Regions from separate parts of the Columba livia genome. Here region 1 is linked to region 2. Evidence: chromatin contacts called from public Hi-C data. All regions are on one chromosome and are shown on one strand. Each heading gives the region's core, a stretch centred on a gene start, on an enhancer-like site or on the middle of the called end of the contact. The rest is flanking DNA. Distances are from core to core; before and after follow the strand shown. Region 1 overlaps SLC39A11 (solute carrier family 39 member 11). Region 2 holds the start of SOX9 (SRY-box transcription factor 9).

Region 1 (6,133 bases), core at 2,529-5,028, 100 kb before region 2:
GAAAAAGTGTGGAGAAGGCCATGGAGCAGCCAGCCTTCTGGAGAGCAGCAGTTAAACGGGGCAGGGCTGCTCCATCCAGGCAATTCAGTGCGTTATAGCGGGGTGGGGGTGGGGGGGGAAATCACAACGGTGTCTGCTATGGAGAAAGTCCAGGGAGGGATCGATAGTGAGTTCTGGGGAGCGGGAGGAGCGGGGGTGTCCGTACCCTGTCCCATGGCCGCTGGATGGCAGCGACGCTCCGCGGCTGCCCCTGCCCGGCTGCCGCTGCCCCGCTCCGCTTCGCTGGTGGCTTTGATCGCCTGTCCCTGCCCCCAAACGGGTCCGAGCCCTCCCGGGGGGAGCGGGCGCTGCTGGCGGGCTCGGTGCGGGCTGGAGCCGGGCAGGGCAGGCGGGGGGGCTGTTCGCTTTCCCAGCTGCTCCCCAAAATGCTGCCCAGGCTGAGCCCATCCTGTGCATGCCCAGTGACATCCCTGTAAGGGTGTAGTTGGTAAAGCTCTGCTTAAGGGCCGGTTTGGATGTGGCTGCAGAGCTGGAAGATGGCTTTTTGAGGGCAGGAGAAGGTAATTTTGGATTAGGAACATCCCTGTGCAAAGTGGAGGGTATAGCATGGTGAACTCCCGGGGTGTGCTTGGTAGGTGGCTGACCTGCTGCTGAGGGCTCTTGCTGATGCTTTGAGACCTGAATTAAATCCCTTATGAGGGCATTCTCCCTACTGGTGGGCACCAAGGGCACCAGGGCTGTGTCTGCCTCATTTCTTCAAACTTTTGGAGCTATAGCAGTTCCTGATCTCCTGGAGGTACACACCCAGTAGCAACTATGAGACCATGGTGTCAAGGCAATAAGGGGTGGGGAGGGAGCAGATCTGGGGCTATAAATGTGACACCTGTGGATCTGGGCTCAGCCAAAAGCACTTGGTACTTAGAAAAACTGTTAAGCTGTATTTAAAAAGCTGCTGATCCAGGAGCGTGACCTGGAAACGTGGGTGCCAAGGGCTGGGCTGGTCTTGAGGACGCTTTGCATGGTAACTCTGAGCCAGAGCTGGGGCATCGCTTTGGGAATTGGGGCTGGTGTGTGCAGGGGCAGGATGGGGAGAAGCAAGAGGCTGATGCTGGGGTGACAGTGGCCTTAGGGCTGCGATGCAGAGGCATCTGCTGTCTCAGTCTGTCTCCAGCACACCCAGCAGGCCACCTACACAGTGTTCCTGGAGCGGATGCAGGGATGGTTTCATGTGCTGCCTTCCCCAAAGAAAAGGCATTGGAAACCTCCTGCTCTGCCTCTCCCTTTCTCATCATTCTTCTCCGACTCCCCCAGGATCAGAGGGCTTGGGAGAGCTTTCTGGCTGTGCTTCCACATCGCTCTGTCTGGCAGGGGGTGAATTATCGCTGGATAAGCCAGTGTGTTTGGCTGCCTTGAGAAGCACTTCCAGAGCAGTGACAGACTGCTTGGTCGACACGATTCACGTTGAAAGGTTTCCCTGTCCAGGCTGCCTCCTCCATAGCTGGAGCCAATTGCAAATTCCACCAGCACTACCAGCCCTGGAGCTGGGTTTCCATGGTGAATGCATTTTGGTTCTGCACCGAAATGCCCAGAGCTTTTGGGAGGTTTTTTGCCCCAAGTGTCACAGTTTGCCTGTCACTCTGCCCTGCTCTGTTGGAGGAGGTTGCTCTGGTGTTTTGGGGGAGAGATGCTTTAAAGGCCTCTACCAACCGATGCCTTGGGGACAGGCTCAGGAGCTTTGTTCTCCAGCACAGCCCCTGCCCCAGCTGTGGCTCCGTCCTGGGACCTGGTTTATCTCAGGCCAGGACCTGTCCCTGCCAACGCATCTACCTGCTATGCCGCGCTCCTCCCGTGCGTGCCTTGTGCCTCACTCTTACAATATAAACCACCATAAACCTGGTTTAAGTTGCCAAGGTTGCCAGTTCAAGCCCTCCTGACACAACTTCCTTTAAAACCAAATGAAATGTTGATATGGGGACTTTGTGTTGAATGAACTGTGGGTTGTACCTTCAGGTAAATGGGTGGGAGCATGTGTGCCCACCCTGCTGCTGTCCTGACCCCCTCCCAGCCTCCTGTGTCAGCTGCAAGGCAAAAAAAGCTTGTTTAAGAACTTCATGTGAACTCCTCGTGCGCCTTTAGAATGCAAAGGAGACTTTGCGTTGGTATACCTGCCCTTCCTCGGGGATGCATCTGCCCAGCTGCTCTGCAAGGACATCTCCCGTGGCCCGGGCGCTGTGCTGTGCCCTTGTCCTCTGGAATGCTCTTTTCATTGATATTTTCTGAGCACAAAAATGCCTGCTTTGTGTCCACTGCGCCTTTCTTTCCCCACGCAGAATGGGAGGGAGAAAATGACTTAAAATATTTTCTTGTAACAAAAGGCTGAGGGTGAATCTAGATCAGCCATTCTGATCCATTTAAGGCGAAATCTCCAGGGTTTTCAGCGGAGAAATTAAAACACTGGAGCTTTCTCTTTTCTTCAGTAGAACAAACAGGAGCGGTTACCACTTCCTCTAGCTCATAAACAAAACCAGCCCGACGTCTCCAGGAGAAACCCTGCCAAGAGACTTTCCTTCCTAATTGTTTGATATTTTCTCAGTTCTGATTAGTATGCGGGAGTGCCTGGCACACAAGTGGGAAGTTTTAGGAACAGGCTGTAGATCTTGCTTCAGGCAGATCCTGCTCTCTTTCCACCCCCTGCCCTCCTGCTCTGTCCCCCTCTCTCTCCTCCTTGTTCTTCCAGCTTTGTTTTCCATCATCTGCCATACTTGGCTTCTTCCAGGGCTGGCAATGGTGTCTTTTGCCCATGAAACTCTGACACTTTCCTTTTGAAGCTTTGCTGCACTTGCAGGAACCTCACCAAGGCTCTAAAGGCTTTTATTGACACGCTCTTCTGCAGTTTCTTTACTTCCAGGCTTTTCTTTGCTCTTGGGAAGGAGTTTTGGCTGGACCAGCTGCAAGGGGCTTTACTTTTTGCTGGAGGAAAAGGCAGGTTGGGATTAGGACCAAATTTAGGAGATGCCATGAAAGAATAAAGGGTGCGACTGCCTCTGTCCCGCAGTGCAGGGACCGGGCCTGAGATGGAGTTTGCAGAGCAGCGAGATGACCTCCAACCACCCCAGCATCCTCTGAACCGGCACCAGTAAAAGTCCTTTCTGTGGAAGGACAGAACTTGCAGCTGGGAGTCCTGCCCGGCCACTCGCTCTGTCCTGTCATGGGACAGTGACTCATTTGAGACAGTCCCAGGGGAGGCAGGGAAAAGCAATTTGGGGTTTTTTACCTCTGACATCCTTCCCCAAGCAGCCGGTCTGGGCTGTGCCCGCTGCCGGGGGGCCGAGCTGCTGCCCCGATCCCGCTTTGCCCAGTTACTTTACGGTGCGGAGAAGAGCTTTCCCACATCTCTGTTTTGTGGCCGGGTTTTAATGTGTAACATTGTTCTGAGTTCTGTTCTTGCATCATGTGCTGGAGATTAAGAAATCGGTAGCGATAATAAATATCGCTGAATGAGTGGGTGTGGGCAGGAGGGAGGGAGAGGAGTGATTTAAAGGGCAAGGGAAGTTGTGCATTCCTCATGGGCAACACTGTTTGCAGGGACGAGTCAAGATTCTACGTCCTCTTTTGCAGGAGGCACCTGTGTGATAAAATAGCTAATTTTGAGTATGCGGTTGGAAATACTCGTGTGTGAAACTGTGCTGTGCATCCCCTGGGCATCCTGCCTCCCCTGCCAGTGATGGCCCAAAATCTCCCTCCAGCTCTGCTGGACTGGGCTGAGGGGAACCCCGAGGTGCTGGGTCTCCATTAGCCATGGGCTGTTGCTCAGTCCCTTTGGGGACAAGCACTGAAATCCCTTTGGAAACCAGTCTGAGTGTCTGGTGTGTGCTCCCGGCCTCTGGGAACACGCGGCTCTGACTCTGACTCAGCCTGAATTTCTTAATCATAAAAACAACCGTCATGTCTTGGGCTTTTCTCACGCTTTCCCTGCCATGCTCTCCAAGGGTTTTGTAAAGCACTGGTGGGCTCGGGCTGGTAACCCCTCTGGATGTGCAGGTGAAGTGGGGTTTGCTTCCGTTGCCTTGTTCAAGAGGGGAAACTGAGGCTCTGAAAGGCAAAGTAACTTATCTGAGCTTGTCTAGGGCAATGGTGGCAAAGCACAGAGCCCTGAGGAGGCCGCACGTTTGGTCTTGGCTTTGCTCCTCACAGTCTGCCCCGTGCTGTATTTAGGACAGAGGGGCAGAGGAGTGACCCTGATGTGCCCAAGATGTGCAGGTATCTCTGGATGCGATTTTCCTCTCTCCGTGGAGGTGGCAGCTGCTGGGACATGGGTTCCCTTCCCAAAGGGCCGGCACCGCTGCAGCCGCGTTTGGGGAGCGGCTCCTTGGGGGGCTCTGTGCTCAGCTCCTTACAGGGCTCTTATCGCTGCAGCCTCTGACTGGCTCCAAACCAGCGTTTGTATTATAATATTCCTCTGGGGCAGGAAGATATTATCCCCTTTTTACAGAAGGGAAAGGCGGTGAACACAGTGCAGAAGGATTAGGGCTAGGATTTTCTAAAGCCCCCTAGTTAAGAAGCCTGGGACTTGCAAGTCACTGAAGTTATCCGAGAGCCCATGTGTAAAATTTCTGGCTGGAGCAGGATACTGAGCTCAGCTCTATGATGGTCCAGCACATCCATGCTCTTCAGCAGCAGAAGCAGTAAAGTGCCACAATGATTGTGAATCCATAAGACATTTGTAGAGCACTTTTTCCTCCTTGCCTTTCAGCTGATGAGGTTTCAATTGTTTTTTTTGTGTCTTTCCCTGTGACTGAGCTGGCACGGGGCGGGAGAGGCTGGCTGAGGGGGGGAGATGCTATGCGATAGGAGTGATAAGCAAATCTTTGGAAACAAAGTTCAGACAAATACATGCTGGAGTGGAGAGCATGTTCCTCTTGCTTGGAATATCCTATTGCTCATTTCCAAGCGACCTGCGCCGTGTGTGAAGGCAAAGGGAGCAGCTCGGGTGCTCTTTGTTGGGGGGGGAGGTTTGAGTTGAGTGCTTCAGGGTTTCTTGCTCAAGTGTTTCTGCTTCTCTGCCAACCTGGCAGAGTCCTCGCTCCGAAAGAGCAGCACTAACAGAGGATTAATGGCTAATCAGTTGTTCACGGAGGGTTATAAACAACCTGTTGGGCTCTTAAACACCTTTCACTGATGTGCTCGTTGCCCTTCATAACAAATTCCTGTCTGCCTGGTGCAGCCTTGTAACCTCTATTAATCACTTGTTAGCTCCTGCTGCCGAATGCAGCCTGCATGGTGCTCGGCAGCCCGTGGACCTCACTTGCTGTGCCAGGGTTCCCAAACTCCTTGGGGGACATGGCCTGAGAGGGCACATGAAGAACAGGGATGCTCAGCGCTCTGCCCCGGGAGCTGGGGATGGAGGAGCTGCTGGGAGAGGCTTTGGGGTGTCAAACACCCCAGAGGGCAGATTCTTCTGGGCTGGCCACACTGAGATGTGGTCCACCATGTTGATGTAGAAACGGACTTTGCTCCACTAGGAGATGAGTCCTGGTGCCAGGGATGTCCCTGCCTGGCGGAGGAGAAGTGTCCTGCTCTCCCGTGCTGGATTTGGGGTTCTCCCTGTCGGGTGCTTGGGACGTGGTGTTCACCCTTCCTCTGGGCAGCTCGCCTGGTTGAGCAAACACCGCTGGGATATTACCTGTCTGTTAACCTGTCAGCACTGGTTTGCAGCTCCGTTTAATCTCCGGTTGTGGAATTTCCCCTGCAGTTTCTGCCTCCCCCTTGCTGTCCCCTTCCCACGATCAGGGTAATTAAATATTGTCTGAGTCCCGTCACTTAATGGCCCAGTTGTTTGCCGAGGGGAGATAACCGTGTGTTTACTCGCTCTAGACCAAGGACATGGGCAGCTCATGCCCAGACAGGACAAGTCACCGGGCCAAGGGGTGACGCGCGTGTGTGACACCTGGCTGCGGCGGCAGAGCTCTTCCCATGGGCACGGCCAGCACCTGCGGCCGGCGCTTGAAAGCGACAAGCACTGGAGCAACCTTTGCTCTTTGGATATGCTTCTACTCTGACCTCATTAGTTAAATACCGGTGTTGCTGGGTCTTCAGAAACTTTGGTCAAAGGAAAAGTCCAGCCGTGAAGGAG
Region 2 (6,101 bases), core at 994-3,493:
GCATTTGCGAGCAGCTCCCCGGGTGCAGCCGACCCCTTCTCACTGCATTTCTGGGTCTCTCTCCTGTTTCCCCCCCCCTTACCGAATCCCAGTGTCAGACTAGTTCGGGATGCAACTTTTCTTAGGTGGTTGTGACTTAACCCCCCCCCCCCCCGCCCTGTAACAGCTGGTGGGGCTGTGGGTACCTACCCGAGTGCTCCCCGGGGGAGTGCACCTCGCTGATGCTGGAGGATGACTGCGGGGAGTCCGCCTGCAGCGCCTTGAAGATGGCGTTGGGGGAGATGTGGGTTTGCTCGGAGCCCTCCTCCTGCTCCGACTGCCCGTTCTTCACCGACTTTCTCCTCCGCGGCTGGTACTTGTAGTCGGGATGGTCCTTCTTGTGCTGCACCCGCAGCCGCTCGGCCTCCTCCACGAAGGGACGCTTCTCACTCTCGTTCAGCAGCCTGGGGGGGATGTGAGGGTTGAGGGGCTGCAGCTCCTGGGAGGCAATACCGGCTGCCCCCACTATGGCATTAACAGCAGCACAAACCTCGTCTCCGCCCCCTGAATCGGCATGCAAAGCCCCCCATGATGTTTAACCCCTCATCTGGGGCACACACTGGTTGTCATCCCCTTGCTGTCCCCTCCAGCCCAAATAGCTGGATTGCTATGGCGGCTGAACAGGAGGTGAGAAACTGGTAACAAGGTCTGGCCCTTGTCCCTCCCCAGCCACCCCTGCAAGGGGGTACGTCCTGTGCCCGGGGTGCTACAGGTGACGGCCCCGTCCCTGCCTGCCAGGGCCAGGTTTGCTCACTGCTTTCTCCTCCTGCCCTAAGAGCAGCCACAAATTTAGGATTCATCCCCCACTCCTCCTGCAGTCACAGAGGCAGCCAGGTGACTCACTTGCCTTCTGTTTTTCTCCCCTCCCTGCCTCATTTTGGCAGTCGGAGGGCACCCGGCCACGCAGCACTCATCGCACCCACCCCAAAGCCGGGCTTGGCACAGCGTGGCCAGCGCTCGCCCTGCGCCGGCTCCTGCCGCCCCCTCCCCTCGCATCGCTTCTCCTCCCGGGCCAAGCTGATGCAATCCAGAAAACCATCATTTCCTCTGGACAAGAGCACAAACAAACAAACGCCAAGGCAGGCCCCGCTCGCCCAGCCGGGGGGCTCTGCTAGTCCCCCCCCCAACCTGTCGGGTCCAGTTGCCACCCAGGGCATTGCTTGAGAAACTACTTGCAAGACTAGAAGGCAGCCTCGGGGAACTACTTTCCCTGCTTTTCCCCTATTATTCTGTCTTCTCCCACGCCAAACAAGTTTGCCAGCACATGCAAAAGTTTTCAGTGAGTTTTCCAGGCTTGAGACCATCCTCTCCCTCCTCTTCCACATCCTCTGAGCACTGGTACAAGCTCGAGTGGACTTTGTAGGCTGCAGCCTTCCCCCCAGCATCCCCCGCTGACCCGTCCCGGCCTCCACACTCACCTCCAGAGCTTGCCCAGGGTTTTGCTGAGCTCTGCGTTGTGCAGATGCGGGTACTGGTCAGCCAGCTTCCTCCGGGCCGCCTGCGCCCACACCATGAACGCATTCATGGGTCTCTTCACGTGGGGCTTGTTTTTGCTGGATCCGTTCACCCGGACCGGCATAGGCACCAAGGTCCAGTCGTAGCCCTTGAGCACTTGGCTCACCGCCTCTCGGATGCACACCGGGAACTTGTCCTCGTCGCTCTCCTTCTTCAGGTCTGTGTCACCCTTGGGGAAGGTGTTTTCTTGGGGTCTGGTGTTCTCCGTGTCCGAGCCGGATCCAGAGGGGCAGGGGGACCCGGCAGAGTCATCCGACATGGTGGGGCTGGGGGCATCGGAGATACATTTGTCCTGTTCTTCTGTCATTTTCATGAAGGGGTCTAGGAGATTCATGCGAGAAATTGGCAGAGGGGGGACAGGGGATGAAAAAATAGAAATAAAAAAAAAATCAGGTGGCTAAGGGGTAGGGAAGAGTTAAAAAAGTAAAAGTAGGAGAGACGAAGTCTCCACCGGCTGGGGAGAGCAGGAGAAAGCTGGAAAAAAGTTTGCAAAAGTTTATTATTATTTTACCCTACCCTTCGAAGTAAAAACAAAAAAAAAAAAGGTGAGGAGAGAAACTTTTGCAAGTTGTAGGAGAGAAAGGACGGGAGCAAGGGGGGTGGCCGTGGGTGGCGGCGCGGGGCCGTGGGTGGCGGACGGGCCCAGGTGCCCCGCCGGTCTCCAGCGCGGCTCTGCGGCCCGCGCCGCGGCGCGGGAATAAATACCCTGCGCGGCGATTTCGGCTCGGGAGCGCTCCGCCAATGGGAGGGCGGCCCCCGGGGGCTGGCGCGCACGCCATTGGCTGAGCCGCTGCCGCGGGGCGGGGCCGGCGGGCGCGCAGCGCCGCTCAGCGCCGCGCAGGGGGCGGGTGGACGGGGCGCTGCGGGCGGGGCGCGGTGCACGGAGCCGGTTGCGCGGGTGCGGAGCGGCGCCGGGTCTCAGACTCCGTTCCCCTCGGCGCCGTTCCGCCCGCCGCGGCATTTTCTGCTTTCCCGGGAGTTAAGGAATAACCGTTGCGAGCGCGGGTGGGGGTTCGCTGCGAGTTGCTCCCGCGGGCTGCCCTCCGCGGGTGCGGAGCGGCGATGGAGGAGCGAGGCGGCGCCCGGGGGCCCCGCGGGCCGGAGCGCGGCGCGGCGGGACCCGCGGGCGGTGCGCGCCGCCGTCCAGAGGGGGCGCCAAAGGCCCAGGAACGGCGCGGGGAGCGCGGGGGCGGGGAGCGCTGCGCACCCGCGGGGAGGGGTGTCCGCGCCCCCCGCGCTGGGCTGTTCGGGGGCGGACACGGGGGGTGCGTGAAACCCAAAATGCCCCAAAGTTACTCTTTTTTTTTTGTTGTTGGTGGGGGCGCAGCAGCGCCCGTCCGGCCGCGCTGTAGATCCGTCCCCTTAACCCCCCCATTTATTTCTCTTTCTAACATTATGTTTCGGCTCCGCTGCGGCCGGTGAAGCTGGTGCTGCAGCTCTGCAAGGGGAAGGAGCCGACCCCCCCCCCATCCACCTCCCCAGAAAGTTTTGCTGGGTTTACCAACTCTTATCATCAAAACAAAACAACAAAGTAGCAAACAAATAAGCGCTGGGAGCTTTCCAGGGCTATCCCCAGATAAACGCAAATATTTCTCTTTGTAGCGAATCATACGGTATTTGCTTTTTATCAGCAAACTGCTTTCCATACACGTAAGAATTAAATAGCAGGGATGCTGGCGGGAGAGGTGTCATGATCAGAAAATAAAGCCGATTTCATGGTGCAAGGTTTAAAGGAGAGGGGGTGTTCGCGGAGAACCGAATCTGCAGCCGCTCTCCTTCCTCTGCACTCCGGGCTCCACCAGCGGGTTTTTGGGGGAGACGTTTCACCAGTTCTGCCTTCACCAAACCCGCACGGGGTGATTTTTCATCTCAACTCCAGCATTAAAGTTGGTGCTTTACGCTTTATTTGCTGCCTTGTCCTGCCGCACGGTCTGCGGGGCAGCGGCCGCTCGGGAGCCGTGGATCCCTTATCGCCATTGTCACCGTCCCGTTAATAAGTGTGTTTTAAAGGTATTGGAAATGGCACATGAAAGAAAAAGTTAAAGGGAAAAAGGCAGCGGGGGAAGGAGCTCTGAATAAATACGATTGAAAGCAACCTCCCCGGCAGACCCTGCTTGTCTTTTGCTATCTTGCCCTGAGACTTTGGTTGTTTTGTTGGGGTTTTTTCTTCCACTTGCAAACTTTTGGCGAGTAGTTTTCTTTGGGGGAGTTGAAAGGTAAGTGTCCTGTTCCCTTTGTCTGACAGAGCAGGGGGCTGAGAGCAGGGGGGACTTTTTTTGGTGAGCATTTGGGGTTTCTCGTGCCTGTGGCACCGAACAGGGGTTCTCACAGCCTTACGTAGCTTTACTTTGCTAAACAGGAGCAGATACGCTGAATTTTGTATCATTATTTGCAGTGGAAAAAGGTAAACGTATAGCGAATGTTAAAGGAGATGATTTGGAAATATATTCCCTTGGCAATTTCGGCTCGAGGCTGGTGCACAAACGGAGTTTAGCTTAACAAATCTCTTTTGGTAGATGTATTTGTTATAGGAGCATCAAAGAAAACTCAGGCACTAGATTGTTCTTATCTCAGCTGGAGCTGCTGTAGCAAAAACCTGAACAAATGTACCTGGAGGAGAAAAGTCTGGTGACAACAGATTGTTCCGTGGCTTTCCACACAAAAACAATTTGGGAGGATAATTGATTTAATGAAAAGCGTAATAATTAGAACATTTTTCATTCCGAAGGTCCATCTGCTGAAAGGGGCTCTGCCTTTTCACTGCACAAGAATCTGTTTTAACAAAAGAAAGTGGTTTGACAAGTTTGAACAATAAACAAAAGAGAAATGGCAAAGAGCTTTCCAGTTACGTTAGCATGTGTAATTTTATAATTTCTGAATTATTATTTCTAATTTCTGCTCTACAGACTATTTGAACAATATGGACAAGTTGATTAATCACGGTCATTTTGCGAGGCTGGAAGTTTCCTTTAAAGTGACAAGCTGTTGCTGCTTTTACGTCAGATTGGAAGTTTTCTTTTCTTTTGAAAGAATTAACGTTGTTTTACGGTAAGCAGCAAGCTCGGGTAGCAGGGAAGGCTTTTAGGAGCAGCGTGTGGATTGCAGCCCTCGGTCGGTGATTTTTTCTGCCTTGTGCTAAGTCAAACCACTGGGTTTTAGGCAACTCTCTGAGCAGAGAGCGAAGGAGGCAGGAGCTTTGGTAGCAAAGGGAATAGCACCCGCGTTGCGAATCTGGGGACATTTTTCTTTCAAATACAATATTTATGTGTATCGGAGCGGTTGTGCTGAAATACATTGTATTCTACGGGTGTTCTGTGGGAGCTGGGGGTGGTTGATCCAGCTCCCCCTTTGCGTCCGGTGACGTTTGTGCCATCCTAAAGTCTGGGTGTGACGTCACCTGGGATGCTGTGACATCACCAGGGATGCTGTGACGTCTCCCATCCCCTCTGACACCACCCCGGGGCGGTGGCGCCTCTTGCTCCAGCACCAATGGGTCCCCCTGCTCGGTGACAAACCCGAGGAGGAGCTGGTGCCAATTCCCCATCCACAGAAACACTTTCCTGCTCGTGTTTGCCACGGTGCAAAATGGGGGCGAAACTGGGGGATTTGGGTTCTAGCGGAATTCTCTAAGAACAAAGGCATTCCTGCAGATCTTGTGAATTTGATATCAAAACTGTATCAATCATTGTTTGGTGGCACAAAACGTGAATGCCAGACACAATCGTGCCTTTGAATTTATCGGGTGTTGTCTGCTCCAGTGATTTTCAGACGGTGGCTTTTGGCGGGCAGGTCCTGGGGATGGCGCGGAGCAGTTAATTGCAGTATAATTATCGCTCCCCTTCTATAAAAATTCTCCCGTTATTAAAAATGAGAGTTATGCTGCATCCCACCCAGCACAGAACAACTCCAGCAGCCAAGCAGCCTCTCGGGTTTTTCCCGCGTAGCACAAGATGTTGATGCTTTAGTTAATTTAGCTCAGAATTCCTTCATATGGTTTATCTCCATCTTTGCATTAATTTTTAAAAGATCTGTTTCTCTGGCCTGTTGTGATAACGTGTCGCCCTCCAAAATTGCTGCGGGTTGAGCTGGAGACAACACTGTGCATTGATTTCAGTTTGGCAAATACTGAGCTGGGAATAGGTGAGAAACCTGGAGGAAAAGCATTGTTTCCCCCTTTTTCAGCGTGTGAGATAACAGGGAGCTTGGAGACTCCAACATGAGTGCCTCAAGATATTTGCTTTTACTGCGTTTTAATTCATGCCTGAAAACACCATTTCACTGGACTGGGTACATAGAATAAAGTGAAAGAAATTCAGCAGTTTTAGAAGAATAACCTTAGCGCCTCAGTGAAACTATTCTGATTATTTCCAAGGGCTGAGCGGTGTTAATTTGACCACGTCTGTCTGTTTTAGCTATTAAATAAGTGCACACTCATTGTGGCTGGTGAAATAGCATCACTTTAAACAGCGTTGAGATTTTACCACTCAAAAAATAACCCTGGGAACACAAAGTCACCGGGGGCAGTGGGGATCAGGCTCAGCAAAGGC

The links. Hi-C and Micro-C count contacts between places; a contact is called where the count stands out from the background.
Region 1: a Hi-C map of liver shows a contact between it and region 2, with 2.6 times the contacts expected there. The contact joins the enhancer-like site here to the promoter of SOX9 in region 2. A contact is called at or near these places in 2 of 2 Hi-C or Micro-C datasets (crop and liver).

The regions. Positions count from the first base shown.
Region 1 is chr18:12,602,501-12,608,633 of bColLiv1.pat.W.v2, reverse strand. The region is part of intron 6 of SLC39A11 (solute carrier family 39 member 11); the gene reads left to right. Among named protein-coding and RNA genes, the nearest start is that of SLC39A11, 99 kb to the left of the region's middle. Within about 2 kb of position 3,778, at least 1 of the 3 cell types and tissues checked has an H3K27ac peak away from gene starts, as active enhancers do.
Region 2 is chr18:12,498,941-12,505,041 of bColLiv1.pat.W.v2, reverse strand. It overlaps SOX9 (SRY-box transcription factor 9), which reads right to left and starts at 2,243. Exons shown (of 3, transcript XM_065035048.1): 1 at 1,458-2,243; 2 at 190-443. The coding sequence starts at 1,888.